Regions from separate parts of the Mus musculus genome. Here region 1 is linked to region 2. A link is a contact called in public Hi-C data. All regions are on one chromosome and are shown on one strand. The core of a region is the stretch at or near the end of the contact, and the rest is flanking DNA. Distances in the headings are between cores, read along the strand shown. Region 1 has its middle 9.9 kb from the start of Gm51986. Region 2 overlaps Dcaf5 (DDB1 and CUL4 associated factor 5).

What was found. A called contact is a pair of places that touch in the nucleus more often than the background predicts.
Region 1: a contact with region 2 is called in a Hi-C map of cortical neurons, with 3 times the contacts expected there. The contact joins two enhancer-like sites. A contact is called at or near these places in 10 of 39 promoter capture datasets (the 3T3-L1 cell line, the C10 cell line, the HPC-7 cell line and 6 more), 6 of 484 Hi-C or Micro-C datasets (the N1E-115 cell line, cardiomyocytes, cerebellum and 3 more) and 2 of 9 other capture datasets (adipose tissue and pancreatic islet).

Annotation. Positions count from the first base shown.
Region 1 is chr12:80,726,382-80,732,235 of GRCm38.p6, reverse strand. No RefSeq gene overlaps it. Among named protein-coding and RNA genes, the nearest start is that of Gm51986, 9.9 kb to the right of the region's middle. Within about 2 kb of position 2,230, at least 19 of the 459 cell types and tissues checked have an H3K27ac peak or open chromatin away from gene starts, as enhancers often do. A contact at or near this core is called in cortical neurons, where this site is marked.
Region 2 is chr12:80,377,712-80,383,908 of GRCm38.p6, reverse strand. The region is part of intron 5 of Dcaf5 (DDB1 and CUL4 associated factor 5); the gene reads left to right. Among named protein-coding and RNA genes, the nearest start is that of Mir1843a, 11 kb to the left of the region's middle. Within about 2 kb of position 3,893, at least 137 of the 459 cell types and tissues checked have an H3K27ac peak or open chromatin away from gene starts, as enhancers often do. A contact at or near this core is called in cortical neurons, where this site is marked.

The DNA of each region.
Region 1 (5,854 bases), core at 981-3,480, 350 kb before region 2:
ACAATATTTTTGTTGGTTTAGATCATGAAATACAGGACTGAATGTATGATTTCAGTATATATTTGGAAAGCTGCAGCGCACAAATCTATAAGAAGAGCAATGGCCACCTTCCTAAGGGTTTCTTTTACCTCCATACTTACTTTGTTATTGCTTGTTTTATGAACAAGTTCTCGGGTTTGTTCCAGGCCAGCCTCGATCTTGTCAGGCAGCTGAGGGTGGCCTCGGGTTTCTGGTTCTCCTGCTTCTACTTTCTGAGTGAGATAGCAGCCACACACACCCACTTCTGGTTTATACCATACTGGGGATTTGAACTCGGGGCTGTGGGCATGCTAGGCAAGCCCCCTACCAGCTGAGCCACAACCTCAGCCCTCACAGCCACACTCTAAAGCAACTATCTCATAAAAGGTCTCTTTAAAATTGAACCCAAATGTTCCCTCTTTGCATAGATAATCATTCATCAGAAGCAAACTCTAGGCAAAGCCGGAGGCCACAATGGAATTTCCAAATGAGAAATGTGGTAATTATTTTCTTCTGTTAATGAAAGGAAAAAGTGGGTTTTATTGTGCCAGCCTTCAACCATCAATTCATTCAATTCATTACCAAATGCTTAGTAGAAGGTAGCATCCTGGGTCTTCACCCTGGATGGCAGGCCCAGGACCACTTAGCCACTTTGTTGAGGGGCTCATTACTTTGAATTTGAAGGTATTTCTCCTTCAATTATATCATATGCCTGACAAATTCACAATACTTACCGTCTTAACACTCTGTGCCCACAACAAATGGTAAGTAGACTTCTGCCCTACGCCCTCTTGCCTCGAGCACCCCCAACACAATTAGGACAAACGCCTCCCCCCCACCACCGTGGCGGGGTGAATGTGGCTGCTCTCTCTCTCTCTCTCTCTCTCTCTCTCTCTCTCTCTCTCAAGACAGGGTTTCTCTGTGTAGCTCTGGCTGTCCTGGAACTCATTTTGTAGGCCAGGCTGGCCTTGAACTCAGAAATCCACCTGCCTCTGCCTCCCAAGTGCTGGGATTAAAGGCATGCGCCACTGTTTGTTTCCTGAGAAGCATCTCCAGGGATGGGAAGCTCCAATCTAGACCAGAACTGGGGGTGAGTTGAAAAGAGCATCCACAGTCACGCGTGTCATAATGATGTTCCAATACATGTTATATTTTCCAGGATGTGCTACAAAGAACACTGGCCTTGAGCGCAAGGGCCTGAACTTCCATTTCCAAGTCATGTGATCTCGGGCAAGTTCTTAGCCACTATGGACCTTATTATATAAACCCAGGAAAGGGATGTTGTGAGACCACAAACTAGAAACCAGTGTGAAAGGGTCCGGTTTATAATGTGCTAGGTATACGACGGTCAAAGCAGAGCCTTTGTTTTCTATCCTAAAGGAAGGAATGACCTACAGATCAGCCCAGGCCAATCACGCAGCGCTGTGCAGTCACAAAGCCCGCCCTCCCCCTGCTGCCGGAGCCCCAGCTCACTTTCCCACCAGAATCTGCAGCATGTTGCCATCTGCTGGGAAGAAGACGGTAGTGGACATCCAAGCATCCCTACCTAAACTGCAGGAAGCCAGAGTGAAGGAAATCCTAAAGAAAAGAAGGGTAGGAACTGGGCAGCGAACCTTTGACCTGTGAGACAGACAGGGCCCCCTCCATTGGCCAACAACTCGTCAGAATAATATTTCAATTCGCTTTTATTTTTTTAAAGTGATAGGATATTATTTAAGGAAAGAAATCCTGACACACCGTTGAACCTCGAGGATGCTATCTATGCTAATGAAGTAAGCTAGTGGGGAAAAAAATCTGGTTAAGAACATTGGGTGCTCTTGCAAAAGACCCTGGCTTAGTTCCCAATGCCCACATGGTAGCTCTCAACCATCTGTAACTCAAGTTCCAGGAGATCCAATGCCTTCTCCTGGCACCTTTCAGACACCACGCATGCGCATACTGTACGCACATACGTGCAGGCAAAGCAGCCGCACACACAAAATAAAATAAATCTTTAACAAGACAAACAAACAAAAATTGGCTCACAAGACAGCTCATCAGTGGGAGCAAACACAGAGATCGACAAAGATTTGTGTTTAATCCCAGAAACCCACATGGTGGAGGACAGAACTGGTTCCAACAAGTTAACCTCTGACCTCCACATGTGTGCTGTACAGCACTCAATAAATAAACAAACATGTAAAGAGAATGACAAATACTGCCTTGTTCCACTTCCTGGGTCTGTGTCTAAAGTTGCCGTAGACACAGGAAGTAGAATGGAGTTTGCCAGCACAGGGAGTGGGGCCAGGGATCATCTCTTAACGGGTTCTGAGGTTTGCCAAATGAAGCATTCTGGAAACGGATTGCGCAACAATGTAAATATATTTAACATCACTAAGTCACATGTGTAGAAATGGTTCAAATGCCCAAGAGACAGAGGAGGGCAGATCTCTGAGTTTGAGACCAGCCTGATCTACTACAGGGCAAGTTCAAGGACAACCAGGGCTACACAGAGAAACCCTGTCTTGAAAGACCAAAAAGACAAGACAAGACAAGACAAGACAAGACAAGACAAGAGAAAAAAAGAAAAGAAAAAGAAGAAAGCAAAAATAAAGAAAAGGGGTTCAAATAAGACAGGGTTTCTCTGTGTAGCCCTGGTTGTCCTGGAACTCACTCTGTAGGCCAGGCTGGCTTCGAACTCAGAAATCAGCCTGCCTCTGCCTCCTGAGTGCTGGGATTAAAGGCATGCATGAATGACCATTGCCCGGCTCAAGTGATAAATTTTGATCGCATATTTTACCTCAATAAAAAGCCCAATAAAAGACAATGGAGGTGTGCAACTCCACGCCAGAGAATCACAATAAATGCTGACTGAATAAAGATAGGCACACAGCCTCAGACATGGGGTGAAGGCAGCAATGGGCATTTCCATTGATTATTTTTTCCTTGTCTTTCCTGTTCTCATCTCAAGGCCAAAATTAATTAACTAAATAATTGATTTGAAACAGTGTTTCACTGTGTAGCCCTAGCTGTTCTGAAACTCACTCTGTAGACCAGGCTGGCCTCAAACTCACAGAGATCCACCTGCTTCTGCCTGCCCAGTGCTAAGACTAAAGGCGTGTGCCACCACACCTGGCTCAAACTTTTCAGATAAGTTAGAGGACAGTGTGGCACTTAGTTCAACTAACCAGAGCATCCTCCTAGAGGGCCTGGCTCTCCTGACCTCTAGTGGCAGTCACAGGCTACAGAGCAGAAAAATCCTGGATTATGGGAGTCTCCATAGTCATCTACGTGACCTTATGAGAGTAAAGAGACTTCTCTCCTGCAATTATAAACATACATAGATACAGAAATCATTATAAAGAGTGGCTCTCCAATGCCACATGGCCAGCAAGTGACCAGCAGAGGCTTTGCCTTCTCTATCAGGGCCACCTCTCCACAGAAGTAGGGAGAGAGGCAAGGTCCTCCTGAGGTCTTGTCAGCTCAACTGCTGCTTGGCAAAGGACAAAGTCTCCTTTAAGACACCCCAAGCCAGTGCCAGGCGTGGTGGCACACGCCTTTAATCCCAGCACTCGGGAGGCAGAGGCAGGCAGATTTCTGAGTTCGAGGCCAGCCTGGTCTACAGAGTGAGTTCCAGGACAGCCAGAGCTATAAAGAGAAACCCTGTCTCAAAAAAACCAAAAAAAAAAAAAAAAAAAAAAAAAAGACACCCCAAGCCCACCAGCCATGGCTGGGACAGGGTAACAGGCATGGGTTGAATGCTCAGAGCAGGATTAGCAGGTGTCAGGTCCCCTAGGACCATGATTCCAAACTGTAGTTCTCTCTTTGTCTCCTGGGTGGTGCCCTGGAGCCCGAGATGGCTTCTGTCTCTGAGTAGCCAAGTCACCTTGGCTTCCCCTTGATCAGCCCCTAAGCAAAGCCACAGAGACACAGAACAGGTTGCATTTCCAACTGTGGGGGGATACAGGGACAGCCACCAAGGACTTTGCTTTATTAAGCTCTATCTCAGAATTCCTGGGCTTGGTGTGTGCCCTAAACTTTTGAAGGACCTTCGTTCAACCCCACTGGATGGAGTGGCTTTCTCTTTCTACCAGGCTGAATCATCCTCTTGATCCTCCCTCAAAGGCTTACTGCTCTACCCCTTCACAAGAAGTGGGGTGAGAGAAGCCATTATCTCTTTCCTGAGTCAGAGCTGTGGGGCTTCTGACTTTGAGGAGACTCTGCAGATGGTTGAAGATCTGAGGAGCTTTCCTCTGGCAGGGGCACAGGGCTCCCTGACCAACTGCTTTGCCTAGTAGTTTACCAGCTGCTGTCTGGTTAGATCACACCTGACACCCTAGGCTGTTCCTGAGACTGGGGCATGTATTTGTCCTCCAAACAGACTGCCCAAGTCAGGCTAAACTGTGATTAATGGTTTGAGAGTATTGCCTCTTTCCAGAAATTGAGACAGGTTCCTCGGCTGGAACATTTGTGCTTTCCAAAGTCTCTTGCTTTCTTTAACATGTCTTTGGGAGGTATGTTGGTTTATCTTGTCAACTTGCTGGGATTTAGAATCCCCATGGAAACAAACCTCTGATGGTGTCTGTTTGAGATGATCTATATTAATTCATGGAGGTTGGAAGATCCACCTGAAATGTGGGTGGGGCCGTTCTAGAGGCTGGAGTCTGGACCTGAATGTATAGAGCCAAACTACAGCGATATGAATAGTAAGGTCTTTGTGTCTGGCTGTGAAATGTTTCAGCAAACCCTTTGCAATGTTTGGGTCAATCAGTAGAGACTGAGAAATTGGAGAGGGTTTGAACCTTGAAGAAATGTCTCTCTGGCGTATCTGCACTTGCTGCCATGTGGGAACTTGCAGCTGCGCCAGTCTTGGTCCTAAGGCACTCCTGGTAAACCTTGAGTTCTTACTTTTGATTATGGCTAGCCATGGACAAAAGGGACTGAGATCTGTGTGGGTTATCGGTTCTCACGGGAAGCAAGAGCAAGATAACCTTGGTAGCTGGAACCTTTCTCAGTCCAGATTAACTTTTTGTATAATGTTTGAATAAAGTAACTGGAGTGAGCTAGCTGGGTGTCAGCCTTTTCCAAGAAGGCTGACCCCTCTGGTCCTTTGGAAAAATGATGGCTTAGCATCTTGGTGAGTTTCTCTATCTCTATTCCACCATAGGACCAACATCAATCAATACTAAACAGTAGCATCCTTGGCTCCCTGCTTCCTGCTGCTACAAAGGCAGTGGGACAGCTGTGGGAACAGCTTCCTCTGAAAACACTCTCTATTTTTTGTTTGTTTGTTTGTTTTGTTTTGTTTGTTTTTTTGTTTTTTGAGACAGGGTTTCTCTGTGTAGCCCTGGCTGTCCTGGAACACACTCTGTAGACCAGGCTGGCCTCGAACTCAGAAATCCGCCTGCCTCTGCCTCTACCTCTGCCTCCCAAGTGCTGGAATTAAAGGCGTGGGCCAGCGCTGCCCAGCCTCTGAAAACACTCTTGTCTTCAGAGACTGAACTTTTGCTGCCCTTGTAACCAAGTTAATAATAAGACCACATAAAGCTATGCACTCAACCTGTTTCACACTGTGTATTCAGCCTGTTCATCCTGCTCTAAGAAGCCAGTGTAGCCCTCTTAAGGCTGTGGACTTGCCCTATAACCCTAACCCACTTTTACAAGCTAAACTGAATGCATGGCTTTGCTCTCGGACCACATTCCTTCCCTCTCCTGTTTGACTTGTCCTGACCCAGAACAATGTGGGTGTGTATGAGAGACAGAGAGAGAGAGAGACAGAGAGAGAGAGAGACAGAGAGAGAGAGAGACAGAGACAGACAGAGAGACAGAGAGAGAGAGAGAGACAGAGAGACAGAGA
Region 2 (6,197 bases), core at 2,644-5,143:
ATTTAATTAAAGTTGCTTACACGAGCATGGGTGTAGGCTTATAAGGGTGTGGGAGCAACTCCCCAGTTGCTATACTACTGAAGAAAATGACTCCTTCTCCCTGTAACCATAGCTCCTCTGCTAGGGTGAAGGTCATGCTAGAGTGTTGACGGCTTCAGTCTTGTGCAAGTGACCACAGCTGCTGTCGGGGTACAGTGGCCGCGTCATGCTTCACAGAACACTTGAGAACACTGTTTTATACCCTCTGGCTCCTACACTGTTCTCATCGCCCCTTCAACAGTGTCCCCTGAGCCTTGCGGGAGTGGAAGTCATGCACTGTTAAGTCTAAGCATACTTTTCAGCATTTTAATTCAGTTAGAGTCTCGCATTAACTGCTGCCCACTGTAAAACGATTCTCTGATCAAGACTGAAAGCAATGCTCACCTGTGGATATGAATATAAATATTTAGAGCTATCAAGCTGGCTGCGTGAGTAAAGTCACTTGCCACAAAGCGTAATGATCTGAGCGAGTTCAGTCCCCAGGACCCCAGATGGTGGGAGGAAAACTGATTTCCACACTTAAGCACCCATACATGTGCACACACATACATACACAGAGGAGAGAGAAACTGTAATACTCATAAATATTTAAGGGCCATTTAGCAACAAACCTATTAAGCAAACAACAGTAATGTGTTCTTTCCTAGAGTCTATGATCTTCCCGGCCATGATCCTTTAACCAAATTTATAGTACGAGGAGTAGATTGCCTCCTGTAAGTGTGGCCTCAGATTCAATGAGAGTGTGGTCCATAACAGGTCACTACTGCACCAGTAGGCACGTCTTGTCTGGGAGACTGGTATTTTGGCATAGCATGCAGGGTCCCTTGCTGGTAAGATGTTTGATGGTGTCTCTCCCTGGCAGCCTGCACAGCATCTTTCAGCACTATGAAGGCTAGCCAGTAGATAGGAAGTTTCCATTTCAGTTCAGAGCTTGGCTTCTCTGTCCTGTACCCAGGCTTTGTAGCACCAGGCCCTCACCATATAGCTCTGGTAGTCAGACAAGAGCAATGATGACAGCACATGTTGTTTGGGCTGGGGTCCTTTGGGGTCTCCCCAGTCAGTAACTGGGGAAGTATCACATGCCTGGCAATGGATTTTCACTTAATAATCTGGAAGCAGCATTAACCAGTTATATAGGGGACCTGAGTTCAAACCTTTTTACACAGTACAAAGTAAGCTAATTACAAATTTAATTATAAATTACAAAGTAAACTAATTTATTACATGTATGTATGTATGTATGTATGTATAGATGGATATATGGATGAAGGCATACATGCCGTGGTGCAGATGTGCTGTCATAGGGTAACTGTGGGAGTTGATTTTCTCCCTCTACTGTGTGGGTCTTAGGATGGATCTGGGATTGCCAGGCTGGCGGCAGTTGCCTCACCTGCTGAACCATCTCTCTAGATCAGTAGGCTTTTTCAAATGTCCTTGGTTTTAGGTGATTCTACCCTCACCATCTCCTCTCCTCTGCCCCTCATCCCCACATAAATTTTTGCACGCCCAGAACGTCACCTGCACTCTCATCCCTGTGCCCTCTACTCGCACCACTACCCCTCCATGCTGCTGCCTCACGCCCCGCAGACCCCATCAGGAGCTGGTTTTAGCTCCCTGGCCTCTATAGAAATTCCAAATTAAACACACAAATCTAAAAATTTAAAGCTAGAATTATGTTATAGTGAACATATTGTGTTTTGGGGGGCCTGGGTTACCACACTCAGAATAACATTTTCTAATTCCATATATTTTCCTGCAAATTTCATAATTTCAGTTGTCTTTACAGATATGAATGAATAAAATTTTATTATGTGTAGGTACCACATTTTTATTATCCTTCAGCTGATAGACATCTAGACTGACTCCATTCCCCAGTTATTCTGAACAGAACAGCAGACGCACATATCTCAGCAGCAGAGTCCTTTAGATATGTAGCCAAGAGTGGCAAAGCTGAGCCATATGGAAACCTACATTTTAACATGTTCTAGATCACCTTTAGTCCCAGCACTGTGGAGGCAGAGCATCTCTGAGTTTGAGGCCAGCCTAGTATACACCATAAATTACAGGACAATCAGGACTATGTAGAGAGAGACTGTTTCAAAACAAACAAAAAATTTTCAATAAAAAAATCCTCTAGCCCCTCACAGGATCTTGACATGTAACCCATGCTAACTTTCAAGAAGTATCTTTTAAGTTTTGGAATTATAGGTGTACACCTATTATGCTTAGTCTCTGGATGACTTTGTGTGTATGTGAGAGGAGGGGTGTGTGTGTGTGTGTGTGTGTGTGTGTGTGTATTTGTACACAGGCCAGAAGTGGGCATTGTGTGTGTGTGTGTGTGTGTGTGTGTATTTGTACATAGGCCAGAAGAGGGCATTAGATCTCCTGGAGCAAAAGTTGCAGGTGGTTGTGAGCCAAACTCAGGGTCTCTGGAAGATTGGTGCATGCTCTTAACCACTAAGCCAGCATTTTAGATCTGAAGTAAAGAAACATTACCGTATCCTGACTATGAAGACAAACTGTTTTTAAGTCTTTTCTTAGTCCGGGCAGTGGTGGCGTGTACCTTTAATCCCAGCACTTGGGAGGCAGAGGCAGAGGCAGGTGGATTTCTGAGTTTGAGGCCAGCCTGGTCTACAGAGTGAGTTCCTGGACAGCCAAACAGCCAAGGCTACACAGAGAAACCTTGTCTCAGGGGGCTTGGGGAGGCGGTGGGAAGAAAGCCTTTTCTCTTGGCAAAATAGATCATTCCTTATTCTCACTATAAATGGCCAGCTGCATAAACTCCTGCTGAGATGTATCCATCCATTCTTCTGGAAGGAATCACATTTTGTTCTCTACGATGTACTCCTAACTACATCAGGTTCTTGTGCACTCTCCTTGGTTGAAAGATTAATCTTCTTACCCAGAAATGCAGGAAGAAGAAAAGTTACTGGAGCCACACTCCTGCACTCTAACCAAATTATAAATGCCAGGTCAAGGATCTTGGGTGGGGATAGAATAGACCCGTGGGCCAGTGATGGGCAGGCTCCTCTTCAGGCCTGACTGGAATGGACAGAGAGGATAACTATTAACTGATGAGAAGGGAGTTTAGCAGAGGCCCCTGCTTCCTGTCAGGGACTTGAGCTGATGTCAACCCTGCTGCTGTGCTGTGCTGTGCTGTGCTGTGCTGTGCTGTGCTGTGCTGTGCTGTACTGTGCTGCGCTGTGCTCTTGTGCTGTGCTGTGCTGTGCTCTTGTGCTGTGCTGCGCTGTGCTCTTGTGCTGTGCTGCGCTGTGCTCTTGTGCTGTGCTGCGCTGTGCTCTTGTGCTGTGCTGGGCTGGGCTGGGCTGGGCTGGGCTGCGCTGCGCTGCGCTGCGCTGTGCTGCTCTGTGCTCTTGTGCTGTGCTGTGCTGTGCTGCGCTGTGCTCTTGTGCTGTGCTGTGCTGCGCTGCGCTGTGCTGCGCTGCGCTGCGTTGTGCTGTGCTGTGCTCTTGTGCTGTGCTGTGCTGTGTGTGCTGTGCTCTTGTGCTGTGCTGGGCTGTGCTGTGCTGTGCTGCGCTGCGCTGGCTGTGCTCTTGTGCTGTGCTGTGCTGTGTGTGCTGTGCTGGGCTGTGCTGTGCTGCGCTGCGCTGTGCTGGCTGTGCTCTTGTTCTGTGCTGTGCTGTGCTGTGCTGTGCTGTGCTGTGCTTGGCTGTGCTCTTGTGCTGGGCTGTGCTGTTCTGGGCTGTTCTGGGCTGGGCTGTGCTGTTCTGGGCTGTGCTGGGCTGTGCTGGGCTCTGCTGGGCTCTGCTGGGCTCTGCTGGGCTGGCTGTGCTGGCCAAGTTTGTTTCTGTTGAGTCTTGTTCCACCCCTCACCCACCCTCAGTTCCACAGATTCTGGCTGAGTTGCAAGCTCCATGCTGACTGTAGATTGAAAGCCTTTCATTGTTTTTGAACTCAGTGTTTAGATAGCACCGCATGCCTGTGGTGGCCAGGGCTCCCTATAAAGGAAATGCCTGGGCTCCAGCTGCCCAGTCCTTTCATTCTCTGTGTATGAGTGAGTGAGTGTGGCTTGTATTCAAGACATTATAAGATCATTTATTTCTTTGCTGGGTTTATCATTTGGGGACTTGGGATTCTAGACTCCTCCTTGGTACTTGGAGTTCTGGGGATGGTTTTTGTCTTTGCTGTCTTCCATCCATTCCACCCAGGAGGATGGCACGATGTTTTATCCAAACCTTGTTTCTGCACACAGCCGCAGTACCACAGCATTCCTCCCTTGGTGAGAAGATTGCTTTGGGAGGGTAAAGTAGGCATGGCTGCGGCTGGTGTTGGCAGGTTGTGTTTATGACCATGCCAGGTTGGCAGCTGCTCCTGCATGAACGTTTTCAGGGCCATTCTTCCTGTAGGTCATCTTCAGGCAAGTCAGGACCTCATCAGCAAAAGAAGTCATTTAGAAGCATACTGTATGTCTTAGTTAGGCTTTTACTGCCATGAACAGACACCATGACCAAGGCCACTCTTATAAGGACAGTATTTAATTGGGGCTGGCTTACAGGTTCAGAGGTTCAGTCCACTATCATCAATGCGGGTGCATGGCAGCATCCAGGCAGGCATGGTGCAGGAGGAGCTGAGAGTTCTACATCTTCATCTGAAGACTGCTAGTGGGAGACTGGCTTCCAGGCAGCTAGGATGAGGATCTTAAACCCACAGTGACACATGACTCCCAACAAAGCCACACCTACTCCAACAGGGCTACACATTCTAATACTGCCATTCCCTGGGTAGAGCATATGCAAACATCACACTTCATGACTTTAAAAATGTTATAAACATTATGAAACTACAGAAAAAATAATGCAATAAGAACATATAACCGCTTAGTAAAGCTATACAAATGATACTCACATAGCCTGACTTCAGTGAATCAGAGATATAAAAGAGAACATGGTTGTGGCATGGGTAACCACCCCTCTGTGAGATAAGGCCCAGGTAATCAAGAATTCTGTTGAGGGACTGGGGAGACGGCTCAGTTATGAGCACTTGGAAGGGCTGGAGAGATGGCTCAGAGGTTAAGAGCTGTTGCAAACTTGGGCTTGAGATTCCCAGCATCTCTCTGGTGGCTGTCATTAACCCCAGTTCCAAGAGATCCAGTGCCCTCTTCTGGCCACCAGACTTATGCATGGTGCACAGACATATACATAGACATTCACATATACACATAAAACACACACTACACTATAGCATAATAAGTGAACCAGAATATACTGTATGTCTTAGTTAGGCTTTTACTGCCATGAACAGACACCATGACCAAAGCCACTCTTATAAGGACAGTATTTAATTGGGGCTGGCTTACAGGTTCAGAGGTTCAGTCCACTATCATCAATGCAGGTGCATGGCAGCATCCAGGCAGGCATGGTGCAGGAGGAGCTGAGAGTTCTACATCTTCATCTGAAGACTGCTAGTGGGAGACTGGCTTCCAGGGACGCTAGATAAATGAGAGTACATGAATAAATTTAAGATATTTCAAAGCTGAATATACACTTGGGAACTGAAAAGCTGGAAGCAAGCGCTGGTGAGATGGCTCAGTAGGTAAGGGCATTGCTTCCAAGCCTGACAACCCGAGTTGGATCTCTGGAACACTAATGGTGGGAGGAGAGAACTAAATCCCATAAACTGCCCTCTGATCTCCACACGTGCACCATGGTGCATGCCCCTCATCTTACAAATGAATAATTTAAAAATAAACCACCTTTGTTTTAAATTAAAAGGAAACAGGTATACTCTTCCTATTGCATTTGGGGATGTGCCTACATTGAAGTCTTTATTTAGGCTACTTATTTGGTTGGCCCATATATAATATGAATTTTTTTTTCTTTTATTTGTTTGGTTATTTGTTGTTTTGGTTTGTTTGTTTTGGAAACAGTCTCAGTATGCAGCTTTAGCTGACCTGGCACATCAACAGACATGTTATAAAAGACAAATCTATAAAATATAGTGGATTTTATGTATGTGACTGTTTTGCTTTGAATATGTCTTTGCACCACTTGCATGACTGGTGTCCTTGGAGGCCAGAAGAGGGAGCCAGATCTCATGGAACTGGAATTACAGATGCTTATATGCTGCCATGTGTGTGTTGGGTATCAAATGCAGGTTCTCTGGAGGAGGGACCAGTGCTCTTAATGGCTGATCCATTT